Regions from separate parts of the Mus musculus genome. Here region 2 is linked to region 1. Evidence: chromatin contacts called from public promoter capture Hi-C data. All regions are on one chromosome and are shown on one strand. Each heading gives the region's core, a stretch centred on a gene start, on an enhancer-like site or on the middle of the called end of the contact. The rest is flanking DNA. Distances are from core to core; before and after follow the strand shown.

What was found. Promoter capture Hi-C pulls out the DNA fragments that hold promoters and counts their contacts.
Region 2: a contact with region 1 is called in a promoter capture Hi-C map of pre-B cells, with 3 times the contacts expected there. The contact joins the promoter of Phc1 here to the promoter of Ankrd26 in region 1. A contact is called at or near these places in 2 of 39 promoter capture datasets (liver and pre-B cells).

Annotation. Positions count from the first base shown.
Region 1 is chr6:118,559,234-118,564,355 of GRCm38.p6, forward strand. Ankrd26 (ankyrin repeat domain 26) reads right to left here and starts at 3,038. Exons shown (of 34, transcript NM_001081112.2): 1 at 2,580-3,038; 2 at 38-152. The coding sequence starts at 2,824.
Region 2 is chr6:122,337,076-122,342,197 of GRCm38.p6, forward strand. It overlaps Phc1 (polyhomeotic 1), which reads right to left and starts at 2,582. Exons shown (of 16, transcript NM_001355215.1): 1 at 2,523-2,582; 2 at 1,397-1,405. The coding sequence starts at 1,400.

The DNA of each region.
Region 1 (5,122 bases), core at 1,788-4,287:
GAGACGCAATTCAGCCAGAAGTGCTGGCTGCTGGTACCTTAATGAGGGCCGTGCTGCTCTCGCTGTCACGGGCATCTATCTCACATTTTCTCTCTACTAAGAGAGTCACCACTTCTGGGTGGCCGTAAGCACAGGCAAGATGTAGAGCAGTCCTGTGAAAACCAGAGCACATCTTAGGAAAACTACATAGTATCATCTAAAAATACATTTCATGAAATGTAGAACGCTATGTTATATCTTCTTTCAAAACAAGTATTTTTCTGCAGACAACAGTACATTCTTGAAAATACAACCGTGTGTGTGTGTGTGTGTGTGTGTGTGTGTGTGTGTGTGTGTGTTTTGCAGCAGAGACTTTTGCTAAGCAAACAATTACTGAGTTACATTCCTAGCCCAGAGCAGCCAATTTGCAAAGAAGTGTATATATCCTTTGGATGTGGCTTGGACTTGGGTATAAACATGGCTTTAAGGTCTGCTGCTTACTAGTCATCACTTAGCCTTTCTCTGGACAAAGGCATTGGCCACAAAAGCCCAACAACCTCAATACACTCCCTAAATCCTATGTTAAAAGGAGAACTGACTCCTGAAAGTTATCTGGCTTCCACAAGCACAGCATGGCATACACACATCTTCACTAACACACACACACACACAGACACACTCTCATCTATCTATCTATCTATCTATCTATCTATCTATCTATCTATCTACCTACCTATCTATCATCTATCTCTCTTAAGAATATTAAAAAGAAAGAAAATAGAGCGACAGCCCTGGCCACAAGGCGAGCCTGCAGTTCTTGTGTATGTGTGCATGGGTGAGGGGCAGGTATGACAGGGGACAGATAAAGAGATGAGAACTGGGGATGGAAAGGACTAACAGTATACCAGCAAACCCCAGGCTATGAATACAAAAGAATAAACCATATTTGAACCAATGGGGTGGGTGGGGGAGATCCCCTGAATAACACTACTGTTTGTCTGAGTGAAACACATCTCACTAAAGCCACACAAACTAAAGGATGGAAGCAGACGTACTTCCCCTCCCACCCACGATACAAAGCAACATAAAAATCAGTGCATCTACTGGGAAGCCCTAAGCAACACCAGCTTCAGCAGGAACACTGCTCTCATCTATCTATCTATCTATCTATCTATCTATCTATCTATCTATCTATAACACACATATATACTAATATATATACATATGTGTGTATATATATTATATATATACATACATACTGTGAACACTTTGCAAGTATACAGTCCCTTTATCCTCAGATTTTGTTCAATGGGTCTTGAGAATGCTTCATTTTAAAAAGCTCAATGTTAGAAAGTATCCTGAGGATACACTACAAACCTGCATTCAATCACCAATACACGGATACATACACGGGTGTGTACACACACACTCACACACACTCACACACACAGTGGTTCTGCAGTCGTTCCTCATCTCTTTGTTTTGTTTTGGTACTTTTCTCACTGTGTTTTCTTTTAGTGTTTAACTTATATTCTATCAGGGATTTATTTTAGTGACATAGAAATGTTGCTAGTTTTCTCCAAACAAGTCAACAACCATTTCATTCCTAAGTGTTTGTTCCCTACTAACTGGGGTGTCACCAGAATCAACTTCTAAATTCTTTTTTGGTTTTTTTGTTTGTTTGTTTGGTTGGTTGGTTTTTTCGTTTTGTTTTGTTTTTTGAGACAGGATTTCTCTGTGTAGCCTTGGTTGTCACGGAGCTCACTCTGTAGACCAGGCTGGCCCCGAACTCAGAAATCCACCTGCCTCTGCCTCCCAAGTGCTGGGATTAAAGGCATGAGCCACCACTGCCCAGCAATATCTAAATTCTTACATATACTTGATTGGATATGTTCTGGGTTTTCTATTCCACCCTGCTCACTGCTGTGTCTCTTTGGCTGCTAGTAAACGACTGACTTGTGAAAACTAGTAGTTTTATCCTTTAGAAAGTTTTTTTTTTCTCGTCTCATCACAAAATCAAAAGCAACATAAGAAACTCAAAATTGTTAAAACGCTGACGGTCGGGTTTGGCTTACGTTAAATTGATCAGGATATTCAGAGTTCGAGTTCTGGGAATTACCAATCTTTGACTCGAGAATATGGAACTATTTTCCCACTTCAAAATGCAGTAAAAACAAACCAACCAACCAAAACCATTCACACAGGTGTACGGCAGTGATAAGATGGATCCTGTATGTTAGTGGAAGAATTTTTAACCTTGAACAGAAACATTTCTCCTATTATGTATTTCTACAACATAAAACTTTCTTATATGTATGCAGAAAGTTAAAATGTTAGTTAACTCGCTTTACATTGCCAGTGAAGGGAACTGTCAGTGGATCAGAAACCAGCTGAAGTGTTTTTTGTTGCTGTCCTTGCTGTTCATACAGGTCAGGGCTTAGACCCCACTAAGACTTAGGCATTCAAAGCCAGGTGGGAAGAGTCAAGCTTCCTTAATGAAAGATAGACTCTCTGTCTTCCAGCCCCAAAGCCAGACAAGGTAGGTGCACGCTCCCCCACCAGCTTCGTCCCGCCCCGCTAACTGGCGGGCCATTTATTACCTGTCCTTCTTGTCTCTATCGTTCACGCCACTTTTTCCAAGGATAAGGATATGCTGCACTTTGGCTACATCTCCCACGCTTGCAGCCTTGTGGATCTTGCCCATATCCTTGTCGTGAATATGGTACCTGGGCACGTGGGAGCCACTAGCACTCTCGCGTCCAAAGCCCACGCAGTTGCTGCGCGGGCGGGCAGAGGGGCCTAAGGGCGATGGGCCCTTACTCCTGAAGCCAAAAATCTTCTTCATGGCAGAGGGTACGCCCCTCACAGGCACCTTCTTCCCCGCGCAACGTTGGCTGACAACACAACGCAGCTAGGGCACTTATTGAAAAGCCGGCCTAGACGCACGGGATCCCACCGGGAAAGACGCTGCATGGCCCGGCAGGTTTTTAAAGCACAATAATCGCCAAGCCGAGCTGCAAACTAGCAACCCGCGCCTTCTTGCTGCCGCGCATGCTCACACAGGCCCAGCAGCGACCAGTGCCCAGCACGCGTGCGCACGGCCAGGCTCCGCCTTCTTTGCTGTTCAGGAGGTCAGGGCGCTGCAACCTAGCGGGTTCTCTAACCCGGGGTTTAAGGCGGAGGTGGGCAGTGTGTTGTTTCCAGAGGCCCGGGTTAGCCTCGGTTTGGGCGTGATCGCTGCAAGGCTTCAACAGGAATGGGGGTCGCTCAGCAGCGTGGAACCCAGACCCAGTACTCCAGGACTGCGGGCATTGAGGGCGCCTGGCAGATGGGCGCAGAACCTTCTGGAGTCCGGCCTCCCTGCTTAGCTTTGGCCTTGTGTTTCAGTGGCAGTTAAACCTGTTGGGGAGCAAACCTATTGGACTCTAGGTAGGCGATAATCAAAAAGTAAACTACAAACAGCATGGATGGAATCGTGGCGTGGAAGAGTAAGGGAAGAGATTTTGTTAAGCTAAGTAGTTTGGGAATTAGTGCAATAAATGATCGTGTTTCACAGCCTAAAGAGTCAGTATATGAGTTAGACAAGCTGATGGGAGGTAAGAAGAAAAGGTTGTCTGCATTTGGGATCTGAATGAAACGATATGATGTGTGTAAATTTTTGGTTTTGGACCTGGAAAAAGTAATACTTAGTAAGCAGTTTTCCAGTGTAAGTGTTCACCTTGACGTTTTAAATTGTTAATAAATTTTGTCAATCTAAAGCCACAACTCACCTCAAAGGGAATAAAATACCGTTCGTGCCTAATAGGACCTCCAGTGGCCGCAGGAACTACCTCAAATTCAGGCTACCTCAAATCCTGTTTCATGTTCCAATTTTAATAGAAACGACAACAAATCAACCCACTTTTCAGATACGTCGGTGGGTACGTCAGGTAAGTGGGTTTTGTGTTAACACCCCTCAGATGGCAGTTGATGAATTTCTTACCCCCTTTGGCTGATGGAAGCTAGGAGTCCCAGTGGACATTCCAAAGGCTTTACCTCCTGGACATAAAGAAGCTAGGTCCCACGCACAGGAGAACACGATGGCTCAATGTGATTTGCTTCTGGACTTGCAACGTTCAAAACTTGCTACGGCAGTAGTTCAGATCAGTCAGTTCCTATGGTACAGCTTCTTTTTTTTTTTAATTTTTAATTTTTTATTAGATATTTTCTTTACATTTCGAATGTTATCAGCTTTCCTATCCTACCCCCTCCCCCTGCTCCCCAACCCACAGGAATCCCACTTCTGCAGTGTGGATCTGTAATACATGCTGTACTCAATGGAATGATTCCACAGGTTTTTGATTTGACTATATCTTTTGTAATAAAAATTGAAATAAATTCTATTGCTAATTTTATCTTTGTGTGTGTGTGCGCGCATGTGTGTGCATGTGTGCCTCTGTGTGTGTGTGTGTAAAACAGAATCTCACTCTAGCCTATGCTACCCTTGAACCTTAATGATTCTCCTGCCTCCGCTTTGGAAAGCTGGTGTTTTGGGTGTAGACCACTGCCCCTGCTTTCTGTCTCTCTATCACACTGCTCTGGGCTTTGCTCTGGGTCCATTTAACTATTAGCTAGTTATTCTCTGCATTTTGACCAGCTGTAGATTGCTTTAGTAACCTCCACCTGTTGCAAAAAGAAGCTTCTTTGGCAAGGGGTGAGACTTACACTCATCTGTGGGTACAAGGACAAGTATTTAGAACACAAGTACAGGGGATTGGAGCTATGGCTCAGCCGATAGAGCACTGACTGTCCGGCACCCATGTGATGAAGACTAGCATTGGTCGGTTGTACAAGTTCCAGGGGACCTGATGCCCTCTTCTACCTTTCATTGGCTCTGCATATATGTGGCACATAGACAGGCATGCAAATGGGACATTCATACACATAACATAGAAACCTCAAATGTAAAATTATACTAAAGTTAGACATAATAGTGCCTTAGGAAACTGGCAGTAGTGGACCATAGGGTCCCCAACCCCAGCTGATACATTACAACAAATCCCCTATATACCCAAGCCCCAGAGACTCCATGGAAGGCTAGAGGGTAGAATGATTGTTAGAACAAGAGGACTCATTAGTGTCTTCTGGATATGAGAGGAGAGTA
Region 2 (5,122 bases), core at 1,332-3,831, 3.8 Mb after region 1:
ATTATTATTCAAAATCACAGTAACTCCACAAAGTATCTAAGAATCTTCCTCTGAGGTCTTAGAACTCCCAAGTCTGTAATTTATCTTCCTCACTCCATCTTTTCAAGCTCGTCACTGTTTCAAAAGGAAAAACCTTTCCATTAACCCTCCTGGCTACCATTAAATAAAACACCAGACTATAACAAGCCACCTCACAACCCTACAATACTAAAACCACCTTAGGTCCCCCAGCACGTTCCAACAGTTCACACTCCACCCATTCAAAGCTTGCTGTTACTTCTATCTCCATCTATCTATGGTTCTCATGCTAACAATGGACAGCATTTCTGGTGAAGCCTCTAGTTGCTTTCGTTCCTTGGCCCCTACAGACCCTTCACCTGTGCTATTTTTATAGTGCTGTATGGTAAATATCACAGCCCCCATTTTATAATAGAGGGAACAAGGATCTTCTGTGTATCGAGTCTTTACACTACTTTGTCTCTTCCCAGAACAAAAAAAGCAAACAACAACAATCTGTCATCAAAGCAGTGTCTGTCACTCGGTGTGAGCATTTCCTATCCTCATTTCACGGAGGAGAGTCCTGAGACACTGACGAGGTAGACAGAGTGGACAGGTCATGGAAGTGGATAAATGTTGGGGACACAGAGCTAGACTACTGCCCAAATATCCAAAGTAGCTGACTGGCTGCTCGCCAAGCTCCTAATTAAAGCCTCGGGGCTGTTACTTCTCCTTATATAACTCCAGTGTCCCTATTAGCAAATAAGGCAACAAAGTGAACAGGTTACATACTCCCAAGTAAGTAGCATTCTAACTGAGACGAGTAAAATTCAACTTTACTAAAGTGTAAGAATTTACCCTCTGGCAGCTACATTAAAACCAGCAAAAAATAAATTAAAAGAAAAATACATATCAAAAAAAGGAAAAGAAACAAGAGAAGCAAGCAGAAACACTCTTCTAAAGCGGCTGAAAATGACATCATTTTACTCCTTAGTTTTCATTCTTTCGTTAAACTTACACTGTGTATTCTTTATTTTTGATACACTGAGGTACTAGAACTATCAGGTCTCCCAAGTACTATTTGGCTTGGGAATATAAAAGTCCGACCATAATTTCTGCTAGGGGCTATCTCTAGTTTCATTAGATGAATGGATTTATCTCAGGAATTAATCCCAAACAAGTAAACAAAAGTCAAAAGTCTCAACCTTGGCCCCTGAAGTGGAGTTTTCTCTGGATTCTCTTCCCAGCATCTCTACATCACTTAACTCTGGGACCGAACAAATGCCACTCCACACACGGATAAAATGAAAGAGGTACAGAGAGGGTATTCTATCAACTTCAGTCTACCTTTCTCCCCACATCTTTTGCCAAAATATCAAAGCACTAAACAGATACAGACCCATGAATCCTCAATATCAGCATGTGAAGGAAAAAAAGTGGGTAAGGATTAGAGGCAGCATGGCACAGTTGTACAGATTACTGGAGTTATCTCACTGCACTCAGAGACGTAAGACCCTGTTACTTGCAATAGAGCCTTATATAAAACACGTTCATCAATTCGATGACCCCCTCATTTCCCCCAGATAATGAAACAGAGAGGGCCAATTTTAAAGTCTTTTCACCAGGGAAACTGCCATCAAAAACCTCGCAGGCACACAAATCTATCTTAAAATCCTCATTTTTCAATGAATGTTGTGAGTTCCAGATTCAGTATAGAAAGTGAAGAGAGCACACCGTTTAGGTGGCAAACTCAATCAAAAATTAAAACTAAGAGTCAAAGGCCACCCTAAACGTTCCCACCTTTTGGGTGTGGGTGTGTTTAAGGACTCAACTGGGGAAGACGCACACCGATGGGAAGGAACTAGAAATTAATATTGAGGTAGACATACTACTGGGCCTATTGGGTCAGGTGTTGGAAGAAGTCAATACCCTTGAGTATAAAACTCTGTTGCAGTAAGAATGGAGTGAGAAGCAAGGGTTGAGGGGCGCCTCGGAAAGACTCCCAGGGGTTCTTGTTCTTCACAGAAGCGTGATTAAAAAAAAAAAAATGCATTTCCAAAGAGAAATCAAACACACCAGGAGAAAGGGGTGGATACAGTGCTGTGCCCGAAGCGAGCGGACTTGGTAAGCAGGGAAATGTATATTCTAATAGTAGGGAGCCAAGCAGGGGAGGCACAGAAGTCGAGGAACTGGGAGATCGGGGAGCCCGGCGGAGCGCGAGAAGCAGGGAGATAACCAGACAGCATGCTCGGATGGAAGGACCAAAGTCGGGGAAGGGAGAAATGAATGAGAAGCGGTCAGAGGCAACGAGGTGACGGACAGACAGCACCGAGCACAGCGAGCGCAAAGCACGAAGACCGGGACGCGCAGCACCCAAGCACCGCAAAGCGCAGCAGAGCGGGAGGCAGGAGCGCGGCTGGGGGAGGTACCTGGGCGTTGCACACGCCGAGGTGGCTGAGGAAACATCCCCGCGCCGCCGAGACCCCGGGATGCGGCCCCTCCCCGGCCCGCGGCCGCCCGGTTACCTTCGCGCCCGGCTCCGCACCCGAGTCCTCGCGGGGGGCGTCCACCTCAGGGGCGGGGGAGGGGGGGGGGGTCGCTCGGCCTCGGCGGCGGCGCGCCGCCTCCTCCCCTTCCTGGAGGGGCGGGGGCCCAGGCGCGGTGGGAGGTGCCCGGCGCGGCCGCCGCTCCCCGCCCCTCCCGCCGTCCGGGTGCTGGCCGCGCCGCGGCTCCGCCAGGCCGGGGGCTCGCGCGGGCCTGTCACTTCCTGCCCCGCCGCGAGGGTGGGGGGCCGAGGCCGGGGGGCCGCGGGCCGGCGGGGAGGGGGCTGCGGGGAGGTGCTTCCGGGGCAGCCGACCCCTCCTCCGGCCCGCCCCCTCCCCGCGCCCGCCCTCGCGCGCGTCCCTCGCTTCCTGTCGGCGCCCGTTGCCATGGCGACGCTGCTCCCCGGCCTCCGCGCTCTAGGCCCGAGTGGGGTTTTTTTTGTTTGTTTTTCTTTTTCTTTTCTCCCCCTGGCTCTGGCTCTCTTTCTCCTCCTTTCTTCCCCCCTTCTCTCTCTTCGAATTCCGCTCGCCGTCTGAAAGCAGACGTCTAAGAAAGCGCTGGCCTCTAGAGGGGGACTCACCTCGGAGAAGAGAGGGAGATGGGGAGAGGGGAGGGAAGTGACGTGAAAGGGGGGGAAAAAAAGAAGGTATTTTCTGCAGCTTCTGGGAATAGGGGCTCGAAAGAAAGGATCAAAGGGACCAGCAGGCACAGAGGGAGGAAGCGGAGCAAAGACCCTTGAGAAACGACGGCCTGTGAAAGGAAATAGAGCAAAGGGAAGGGAAGAGGAGAAAAGAAAAACTTTGAGATAGAGGGAACGGCGAGAGAATGCTGAGTGTTTAATCCCTCGCCCCAACTCCAAGAAGGCGGGAAACAACGCCGCACAGAAACTGAACCCGTTAGAAGCAGCAGTTCATTAAAAAGCAGGAACCTGAAGCAACTTGCTTTGAATAATACTTAAGTCTGTGACGTCAGGGTTGATTGTGTGCTTCGGAATCTCTTTAAGTCACACGCACACGTGAAAGAATCACAACGCCCAAAACAATGGAAAAGGCGGGGTGTAAAGAGATGAACAATGGTGCTGCCTTTGGGAAGGCTGAGCATATGGTGGGGGAGGCCCGTTTTATTTGCAACACAAATTTAACAGGATTTAATTATTCTCAGTCTCTCAGAGCTCTTAGAACACCTACTGTGTGCTGGCCACTCTTGGAAGCTTTTTTTTTTTTTAAACCAGAGCATTGTTAGCAAAGACAGCTGCTCTCCTTAACCTTTTACCTGCCGTAGGGTGTTACCTTGTGATAATAGCTGGGATTTGTATCTTTTGCTAACCTCAGCCATAATTAGTTGTTTTCTTGAGCCCACTCTAGATTGAAAACCCAGGTGTAATTAATTTGTATTTAAGGGGGGGGGGGGGGGGAGAGGCATTCTCATTATAAATTGATGCATTTGTGTTTGTTTCAACTCCCTCTCTTAATTGGTATAGCCAGATCTCCGTAAAGTAAGATCTTTAGGAGGCTTCTAGGAACCTGTTAAACGGGTATGCAAATCCCAAAGGGCAGCCAAAGGACTGGAGAGGCAGGAACATGGGTGTGGAGAGGTGAAAGGGTTTGCTGCCGAGCCAAGGATGATAGGTGTTGGCTGGGGATGAATGGGAACATTCTGGCAAGGAGATCTGGTGGTTAAAAAACAGGTGGAGCAGGACCCACTTCATTCAAACCTAGAACTTTGGCAGGTCAAGGTTAAAGCTTCCTTGCGGAGACTTACAAATGGCGTTTTGAGCCTCAACAGTATTCAATATCAAAGAACAACCTAAAGATGACTTTCAGATTTATATACCCTGCCAGGATAAGAAACAGGGCTTCTATAGGAAAACTCAACATCAATGAATCTGGATATGATCTGTAATATATAAACCCAGAAGAAAGCATCCAGATGCCAGTGCTTATGTCCTTATTTCCCCAACCTATAGGGTGTGTATAGATTATCAAGGCCCTTTCCCATTGTGCTCCACCCCTTAACAATGAAGAACTGCTAATAGAGCTACATTCCACCTCAAGTTTTTTGGTTTCTTTCTTTCTTTCAATCCAGTACCATTGGTTTCGTCATCTACTGGATGACAAAAGGGGATTGAAAAGTGGCCGAATAATTTCAGCTTCTATCTGACATTAGCCTAGGAATAACCCATTGCAGCACAAGCTATGTTGATCATGGGCCAAGAGTTCAATTTTCTTTTCTTTTTTTTTTAGAGTTCAATTTTCATGTAAAGATCTCCAAAGCTTACTGGGTCATAGGTCTAACTAATTTCCACCAAAATAAATTTAACTTAGTTATATATGTGTGTGTGTATATATATACATATATATATATATATATGTATATATATATATATATGTATATATATATATAATCAACAGCAAATTAAATTTACAGGAAAGCCTCCATCCACAAGAAAATCATTTCCATACCGAGTAACCTAGTTCACCTCCACCTAAACAAAGAGAAACAATTTTGTTCCCAGATGGATCTTAAGCTGTCCCCCCCTTCCCCCTCCCTCCCTCTCTTCCACCTTCCTCCCTGCTTCCCC